Linked DNA regions of Macaca mulatta: region 1 is linked to region 2. The links are chromatin contacts, called in public Hi-C maps. All regions are on one chromosome and are shown on one strand. The core of a region is the stretch at or near the end of the contact, and the rest is flanking DNA. Distances in the headings are between cores, read along the strand shown. Region 1 holds the start of CEP152 (centrosomal protein 152). Region 2 holds the start of FBN1 (fibrillin 1).

Region 1 (4,201 bases), core at 170-2,669, 170 kb after region 2:
TTACGGGAATAAAGAGGATTCCGCATATCTGAGAAAAGGTGAGTGTGCAGCCTATGAGAAATGTCACTTCAAATAATGCAACTTCCTATGGAACAAAAATGCCACCCTCCTTCAAGATGCCTTTCCAAGCCTGTTCCCCCATAGAATAAGCCACTCCTTTGCACTTTCAGACTGTATGTCTTATGCTTTTCTTATGGCTTCTACTTCAGCTTCTCTTTAGTTGAGCGCATTCACCTGCCTGGGGAGTGCATGTTCATTGTCACGCACTATGAAGGTATATGGTGATAACAGGCTTAAATCAGACTCGAGTTCATGACTACGATATAGAAAGGGTTATAAACCCCCACAAAAGGGGTCTCTAAGAATTGCACTGGGAGTTGGGAAATTCTACTTACTTGCTGACATAACTCGCCTTCTAGAATGGAAATAGCCAGAGCACACAGCTCAGTTTAGACTTGCAACACCTGGTGGAGGCGCCCTATTCATTCATTCAACAATTTACCAAGCACTGTTCAAGATTACAAAGTTTAACGGGACGTGATGGAGGGAAAGAAAATAGACATATAAACAAATGATCACAACATCTTGTGATCAGTGCTAATGACAGCACTTTGGACAAATTGATTTAAGTTGCTCAGAGAGCGGAGCGAGTAATGCTAATACACAATAGGCATCCACAGGCTAAGCGAATGACCTTGAGGAACTGTTTGGCGTCAGCTACAGCACTACAAACATGACCAAAGCCACACGGGGCCCATAACCCAGGACTGCTGGCTTTGGGTGCCAGCATCACTTGTACTCGGTCAACACACGTGCACACAGCACCTACTGTGAGCCAGGAGTAACGCCAGGGTGACCAAGGCGGGGTCCGCAGAGTAGGGTCTCGGGGCGACCCCAGCAGTTTGGAAACGAGGCGGGCTTCCCATATGTCGCTTCTAAATAGGATATTGGAGGAATGAAGAGGTCTAAATGACACGTTAAAGGTAAAAGCTGAGCCCGCAACTTGCGGGCAGTCCACCACCGCGGGATTTGGGGAGAGGGCAGGTCAGCCCCCGGGGAACCCTCAGCCAGGATCCCGAGGACCCCGCAACTCCTCTAACCCCAGGTCCAAGCCCACCCGTGAATCAGAACTCACCAGAGGCCACGCAGGCTGTTACCGCGAGGAAACTCTAGCCCTGGCGGAAGACCAACTTCTAGCAAACCCCCTTACCCTGGTTGTAGTCCACTAGCTCCTTCCTAGTCACAACCGAACCCACGGGGCGGAGGCCCTTAAGGAGCAGTCGCCTCCTTCAATCGCCGACTAGAAGCTCGCCCGGTGGGCGGAGCCGTGCCGGCTCGGGGCAGAGCGAGGAAGCAGAAGTCTCCGCCTTCCTCAAGCTTGGTTGACAAGTCCGCCCGCAGTTGCAAAGTACGGCTGTTTGAAAGCGGGCGCCAGAGGTGGCGGGAAGCTCCCCCTGTGCGTCCATTGGTGAATTCGTGAGCCAATTACGAGGAAGTTACTCTGGAGTGGGCGGGCTGATCGGTTGCCTAGAGACGCCGAGGCGCTTTGCCCGCTACCTTCCGCCAGGGTGCACCGGCCTTACCGGCACCCCTTGCCCCTTTGGTAACGGAGACTGCAGAGGTGACTCGTGCCTCCTACGCTTCAGCACACAGAATCCCGCAGATTCCCCACCGAACTCTTGCCTTAGAGGTTTTTTGCATTTGCCCTTCTTGTTTTCTAAGGCACCTGCTTCCCCATTACCTAACAGCCTTAGATGTTCTGCTTTGTCTTCTATCTTACTAGGTGCCGCTTTGTTTACATTTTTGCTTCTTTAAACTGATAAGATGGCACATTTGTCCACGTGTCTGTTCACTATTCTAATTTCCTCGGGTGTAAGTGTTCTTGTCCCTTAGGTGTATATTATTAACCTGCCCCTAAAGACAGCGCCACCCAGTCTTCAGTGAAGCCCAGTACTGTGTCTATCTTCTCTGGCTGAAACAGTTCCAGTGAATAATAAAGGAATTGGTGGCAGCAGGTTCACATATCCTTTCAACTCTTTCCCATGTGTACTGGCGTGGAGTAAAATGGCTGTTCGAGGCTCTTCATAATGTGGCTAGTTTTCCTTTGCTACTTCACCATCCACCCCCATGCCTACACTGACCCCTGTAACCCCATAAACTGGTATAGAGTTTGGCAAATAACAGGTAATTTAATCCACTGTAATAGAATGAATGAAATCACAGGCTGAGCTAACAATGGTTCCCAGAGCGCTTTTTTTGTTTCACCTGCTGTGAAAGCTGTTTCTTTCACCTGCATTGCCTCTACCTTAGTTCTCCTCCTACTTAGTTTTCGAGATAGACTATCACCTCTTTTGAAGCCTTTCATGATACACACTCCCTCACTTCGCAGAAATGATCTTTCCTACCTCTGTACACAGTGTATCCTATATATCCTATTATAGTTCTTATATCCACTATAGTTTTTGTGTGTCTGTTACACTCAGTACAATGTGAATATCTTGAAGTACTCACTTTACTTCTTGGGTATCTAACATGTTTCATGACCCTGGTAGGCACTCAAAACAATTACATTAAATGAGAAAATGAATAAATGAACAAATGAACAAATAGATGAAGATTTTGGCAGGGGGGGCAGGCAGTAAAAGCAAATAAAAGGCATTCAAGTAAATGGCATTTGTTGAATCTGACCCAAGGCATCTTAGTGAGAATCAAATGCACTTTTCACTTCTCACATCCCACTGAAGTCGATTGGCAAACTTCTGTGCTGAGGGTTATAATGGAGTGCTGCAACAAGAATGCCAGGTGATCCCCATGCACAAACAACTGCTTCTTAGAAGGATGAAAGCATAAAAGGTGTCAGGGGAAACACAGGAGGAGGCAGTGTTTATAATCCTTTACACAGTGCTTTACAGATTGGTAAATTATTTCACAAGCATTATCTCATTCGGTTCTCACTACAACACTGTGGGGGGCCTAGGTATTCCTACCCCATTTTCCAGCTGAAGAAACTTACATAAAAATAAATTAAGTGACTTGTCCAAGGCTACACAGCTAATACAAGGCAGACAGAATTTGAAACCAGGTCCTTTATCTCCAAACCCAGAGCTCATCACTACATACAAAATACTTTAGTGAACCTAGTATATATGTGACAAAGAGGGAAAATAAAGAATAAATCAACCTCCCATCTTGCCATGCCTCTAAAAATGGTTTTTAGTGGAGTTAAGAATATATTCGACTAAATTTTCTTTGACCACGTATCCTGTTTAAGTACCAGCCTAGGTGCAGGGTAGGACTCCTATGCTCAAGGTACCAACACTTTGAGTTACAAGGTCCTTACATAGAAAGATAAATAATAACAAAAAATGTTTACTAAGTGTAGTAAGAATAGGCAATAATTCTAGGGAAAGTGAACACCTAGGGATGAATCTATCAAGGCAGGTTCGAGGAAGAAGAGAAGGAGAGAGCTCAACAGGCCAGTTGATTGGCATGAGTGAAATCTGAAGGCCAGACCAGCAAAAGTGCAGGAATCTTAAATTTAGAGGTAAGTCTGGAGAAGAAGGCAGGAAGGAGGTAGTCCATAGAAGAGCTTTAAGCCTGGGAGAATAGGAAAGGCATTCTACAGAGGTCAGGTAATGGTGTGCACATCTGAAGAAACACAAGCAGACAGAGGCATTCTGGGATAACAAAGGCAAATGTGGGGGAAGAAAGTAAAACTGCCAAAGATCTCAAATGCGGGACGAAAGGTTATTTGTGAAACGTTTGCTCCATGTTTGCCTTGCATGTTTTAAATAGGCACACCTATGAGCTGGGTGAGACATTTCAAGGGAAAATGTCGCATTATTGATGAGATGGGGTCCCTCCCACTAACAAGCATTTATAAAAGTAAAGCTAAACCATCATTTCTCCTTTTTCCTCCTTTTTGGTGTCAAAGCTATCAGGTCAAAGCAATGCCACCACAGGAGTGCTATCCAAAGTGCTATCATCAAGGAATACTATCCTCAAAGGAACACAGAACTTAGAGTAAGAAGATCTGAGTTCAAGTCCCAGCTCTCCTATCTACTAGCATTGTCCATAACAATTTAACACTCAAAAGCCTCAAAGTCCTTACCTGAAAATTGGGATGATAATACCCACTTCTCAGGATTGTGGCCAAAAAAAGCAAAACAAAAGAGAGATTGTGTGAAACAGCTTTTAAATG
Region 2 (4,242 bases), core at 824-3,323:
AGCATCAGTCAGGATGGTAAGAATTTAATACAAAATCTCCCTATATATACTGTCAGAGTTTACTTAACAGGCTCCTCCAAGAAGATAAAAGGGGTCATTGACAGTCCATCCTGCTGTTTCCATGGAGGCTTTAACTTAAACAATTGCAGACAAATTTCTCTTAAAGGAAATGTATTCCCACTGTCCTTCAACACAGGAAAGTGACAACCCTTAGTCAACCCGCCTAATTTAAATCTTTCTGGCCGAAACATCTATAATAGCGGCATGGGAAGCCAGTGAAATGGTCAACTGAATGTACATAATACAAACACCATTAGTTAAAAATACCTCCTTAAGGCCGGCCACAGCAGCCTTACTGCTGCAGCGAAACGGAGAGCCCCACACAACCCAAAAAAACCAGTTCTCAGAACCACTTGCCCTGTTGTGCTTCCAGTGTAGACATCTAAAGGAAGCACTGCCCGGAAAACCCAATCCGTAATCGTAATAAGCATAATTTACGGAAGAGTCGACTACTCTTGTGATTTATCCTCTGACTCTCATGGGAATCCCTTCCTTTCCTTGCCCCCTTTCAAATACAGCATCTACCAAGATGACCCCAAGGAAAGTACTTTCCTCTAGACACAACCAGAATTGGTATTGCAGGGAAAGGAATGGGCTTCTCCTCTTATCCCACTCGCAACTCCTCCCCTTCTTCCTCAAGGAACCCTTCTCGCCTCCCAAAATCTGCCTCAACAATGGCCCAAGATTCCTTTCAATCCTGTCCTCTCCTTTGGGGCAGAAATCTTTGGGAGTAGGGGCAAGGTAGTTTAACCACGAACGGGGTGGGGACTAAACAACCCTAGCACCTCTAAGGTGCCCCCAGGAGGTCTTGCCAAGGAGTCTTCCACAGGGAGAATCATCCTGCCCGTTGTTCTGCATCTTGAAACTTGGGAGACCCACACCAAAGGAGGGGACCGGTTCCTTTACCCTTTAAGCGCGTCGTGTCCTCCGCCGCCTCTTCTCTTGGCCCGACTGGCTCTGGTTTCCTTCACGTTCCCAGCCTCCAAATTGGTGTCCGCCCCATGACTCGTGTAGGACGCTAAAAGCACGGTAAATCCCAGGAAGATCTCCAGCAGGCCCCCTCGACGCATGATGCCGAGCCGCCGCCGGCTCCCGCCGCCTCCTGCCGCGCCCGGGGCTCGGTCTGCGGCCGCCGCTGCGCCCTGAAGCGCACCGCGCCGCCGGGGTCCCGCTCTCCCGCCGCCCGTCCCCCGGGCCGGGCTCCTCCCGCCTTCTCCAGGCGCTGCTCCCACTTCAGGCGGCCCCTGCCAGCTGCAACACAGAGACAAATCCCCGAGGCGGGGAGACTTTCAGGGCATCGGGATGCTGAAGCCTCGCGGTCCCCATTCCGGAGCCCAACCCGTGCGCCGCCTGCGCGTGGCGCAGTTAATTTGGGTAAGGGAAGACCGTTTGGTCCACAGCTGGCTGGAAAGCCCAGGCCCCCGGCGGCAGCAGCCCCGGCCAATCCCTTGGCCTCCCGGGCCCCGCCAAAAGAGCGCAGCGCAAAGTACCCATGTCCCCAGAGATCCTAAGTCCCGGGCGAGCTCTCTGGGTTTATTTTTTAGTGGCACGAATTGCGCGCGATGCGCGCTATAAACGCCCCACTCCTCAGCCTGCCCTCTCCGCCAGGCTGGAAGCCCGCCGCGCCGTCCCCGCCGACTCCGGGCGCTGCCACCGCCCCCCGAACATCTGACGCGGAGCCCGGCACCAAGAGCCCCGGGCCAGGAAGCCGTCAGGCAGGGGAGGGCCAGCGCCAGCTGTGGACGTTCCGGGACAGCCCCTCACCCCAGTCCCTGTCCCTGCCCTCGGCGCGGCGCGGCGCAAACGCAAAAGCCTCCGTGGCCGCAGCTCCAGCCCGGGTGGCTGCCCGACCCCCGTCGAGACCCAGGCTGCACCCACTGGAGAAGCGGCGGCTCCGACTCCCGAGGAGGCGGCGGCGGCTGCTCCCAGTCGTGGCCGCTACAGCCACTGCTCCGCTCCGCTCGCAGCTGTCCCAGCTGTGGCCGCCTGTCCGCTTGTGGCACCCACTGTCTCTGCCGCGGCTCCCGCGGCCCCCTCCTTTCCCCACCTCTTCAAGTATCGTCCGCGCAGCGGTTTCTCGCGAGAGAAATACTTTTTTAAAAAAAAGAAAGAAAAAGAAAATGACACCCCCTCCTTCATCCCCCTCATCACCACCCCACCCCCCGGCCCCATCCATCCTCCCTTTCCACTCCCCTTTGCCAGCCTCCGCCTCGGCGCGGGGCCTCTCGCTCGCAGGATTAGCGCAGTGGGAGGAGGCAGAGGTGATCAGGTCCTGCCCGGCCTGGGACTTTTTGTCTTGAGGTGGGGAGGAGAGAAATGGGAAGAGGTGGAGTAGCGGTTTTAGCCCGCTCTGCGGCTGGGAGGTCTAGATCCGAGATTAGCCTCTCCCGTGATCGGGGAAGCCCTGCCGCAGCAGAAAGTTGTTCCACCTGCGCCAAGAATGCGCGCTGGAGACGGCTGTCCCGGAGGCCCTGGCCCGAGAGGAGACCAGTCCCCGCTGCCTGCGCCTCCCGGTAGCGCGCTCCCTGCGCCTCTCCCGCCGGACACTCAGCAGACGCAGGAGGCCGGGAGGCTAAGACTGGGTGTGTCGCAGGCCGGGACCGCGGCAGGGGCTGCTGTGCCGACCGAGGAGAGGGCTCTGCCGCTCCCACTTGCCCCGGGTTGTGGAGAGCCCACTCCAGACGCGGCTCTTCTGAGGCTCAATTCAAGCCATCCAGGCCTGAATCCAGGATTCTCTCAGTCGGTGTCCAACCCAGGGGCCTGTAAATGTTGGAACCTAGGATTTAGGATGGGAGCGGTGAAGGGATGGTCCTCTTGCACAGCCCAGATTAAGATTGGGGTTCATCTGGAGTACTCTACTTACACCCTCCCTGTCCCGTCGCCCTCCCACACACACAGCTGCCTCTCCCCAGGGTATGCACGGCACAGTGAATTTAGTGGCTTTGAAAGGTATAGTATTTGTGGCATCCTTATATGGATAATGCCCGATGATGCCTGCACCCTCTAACAGTTTAGGAAGGCCGGAAGTCGCACACTGGGTCCTGGCTGCTGTAACTGGAGACCCCCAGAAAATCCCCTGCAAGCGGCCACCAGCCCACTGTCGAGCCAAAAATAAAAGCTCAGCACAAAGAGGTACCCTGGGAATGTATCCTGTTGAAAGGGATTTTCCTTATTTGTAATCGTTTGTAAAGGGGCCCAGAGAGTAGGGTAGAGAGACCTGAGCAAGTTATTCAACTTCTTTCCAATTATAAGATGGGACTTGTAGTGTCCACCACACAGGGTTATAATGGTGATGATGGACATGCTGAACTGCTATGATACATGAAGATGAAACAGTAAAACTGTGGGAACCATGAGCTGATCTAAAGCCGTAATCCTCTAAGTATGTATGTGATCTACTTTAAGTCTCACCTGCAAAAGGTCTCTTAGCAGATTCATGAATGACAGCCTTGGTCACACACTCCTGGCTGAGTAAAGGAGATCATTCATTCAAGATGTTTTTACTGAGCACGAACTGTGTACCACTTAGTGCATTGTTGAACTACACTTCAACAATTTTTAACAAGGCAGGGTCAACAATTTGAACCCGGCTACTTCAACAATTTAGTGAACAAGGCAAAAATGTGTCTCCCCTCACACATCAGGTAGTCGACAAGGAAAGGCAGACTTGAAACAAATAATGGTCCAATTGTTGAGCGCCAGACAGGATAAGTACTGGGTGCTTGCTTGGAGGATATATAACAAGGGGACTTGACCTAGGCTAGGGCTGATCAGGAAAGGGATCCCTGAGGAAGTGGTATTTAACTTAAGTCTAAAATATAACTAGACTCTACTTAGGATAGCAGTTCTCAACCCTGGCTATGCAGTAAAATAATGAGAGGCTTAAAAAAAAAATTCTGACACCAGGATGGGCGTGGTGGCTCATGCCTGGGAGGCCAAGGCATGTGGATCACTTTAGGCCAGTAGTTCAAGAGCAGCCCAACCAACATCATGAAAACCCGTCTCTTCTAAAAATACAAAAATTAGCCAGGTGTGGTGGTGCATGCCTGTAAATCTTGCTACTCAGGAGGCTGAGGTACTAGAATCGCTTGAACCCAAGAGGTAGAGGTTGCAGTGAACGGAGATTGTGCCACTGCACTACAGCCTGGACACAACAGCCTGGGCACAACAGAGCGAAACTCC

Evidence for each region. Hi-C and Micro-C count contacts between places; a contact is called where the count stands out from the background.
Region 1: a Hi-C map of fetal cortex germinal zone shows a contact between it and region 2, with 2.7 times the contacts expected there. The contact joins the promoter of CEP152 here to the promoter of FBN1 in region 2. A contact is called at or near these places in 2 of 14 Hi-C or Micro-C datasets (fetal cortex germinal zone and fibroblasts).

What each region holds. Positions count from the first base shown.
Region 1 is chr7:26,144,169-26,148,369 of T2T-MMU8v2.0, forward strand. It overlaps CEP152 (centrosomal protein 152), which reads right to left and starts at 1,420. Exons shown (of 27, transcript XM_077939387.1): 1 at 1,211-1,420.
Region 2 is chr7:25,972,779-25,977,020 of T2T-MMU8v2.0, forward strand. FBN1 (fibrillin 1) reads right to left here and starts at 2,074. Exons shown (of 66, transcript XM_015142182.3): 1 at 1,939-2,074; 2 at 967-1,311. The coding sequence starts at 1,130.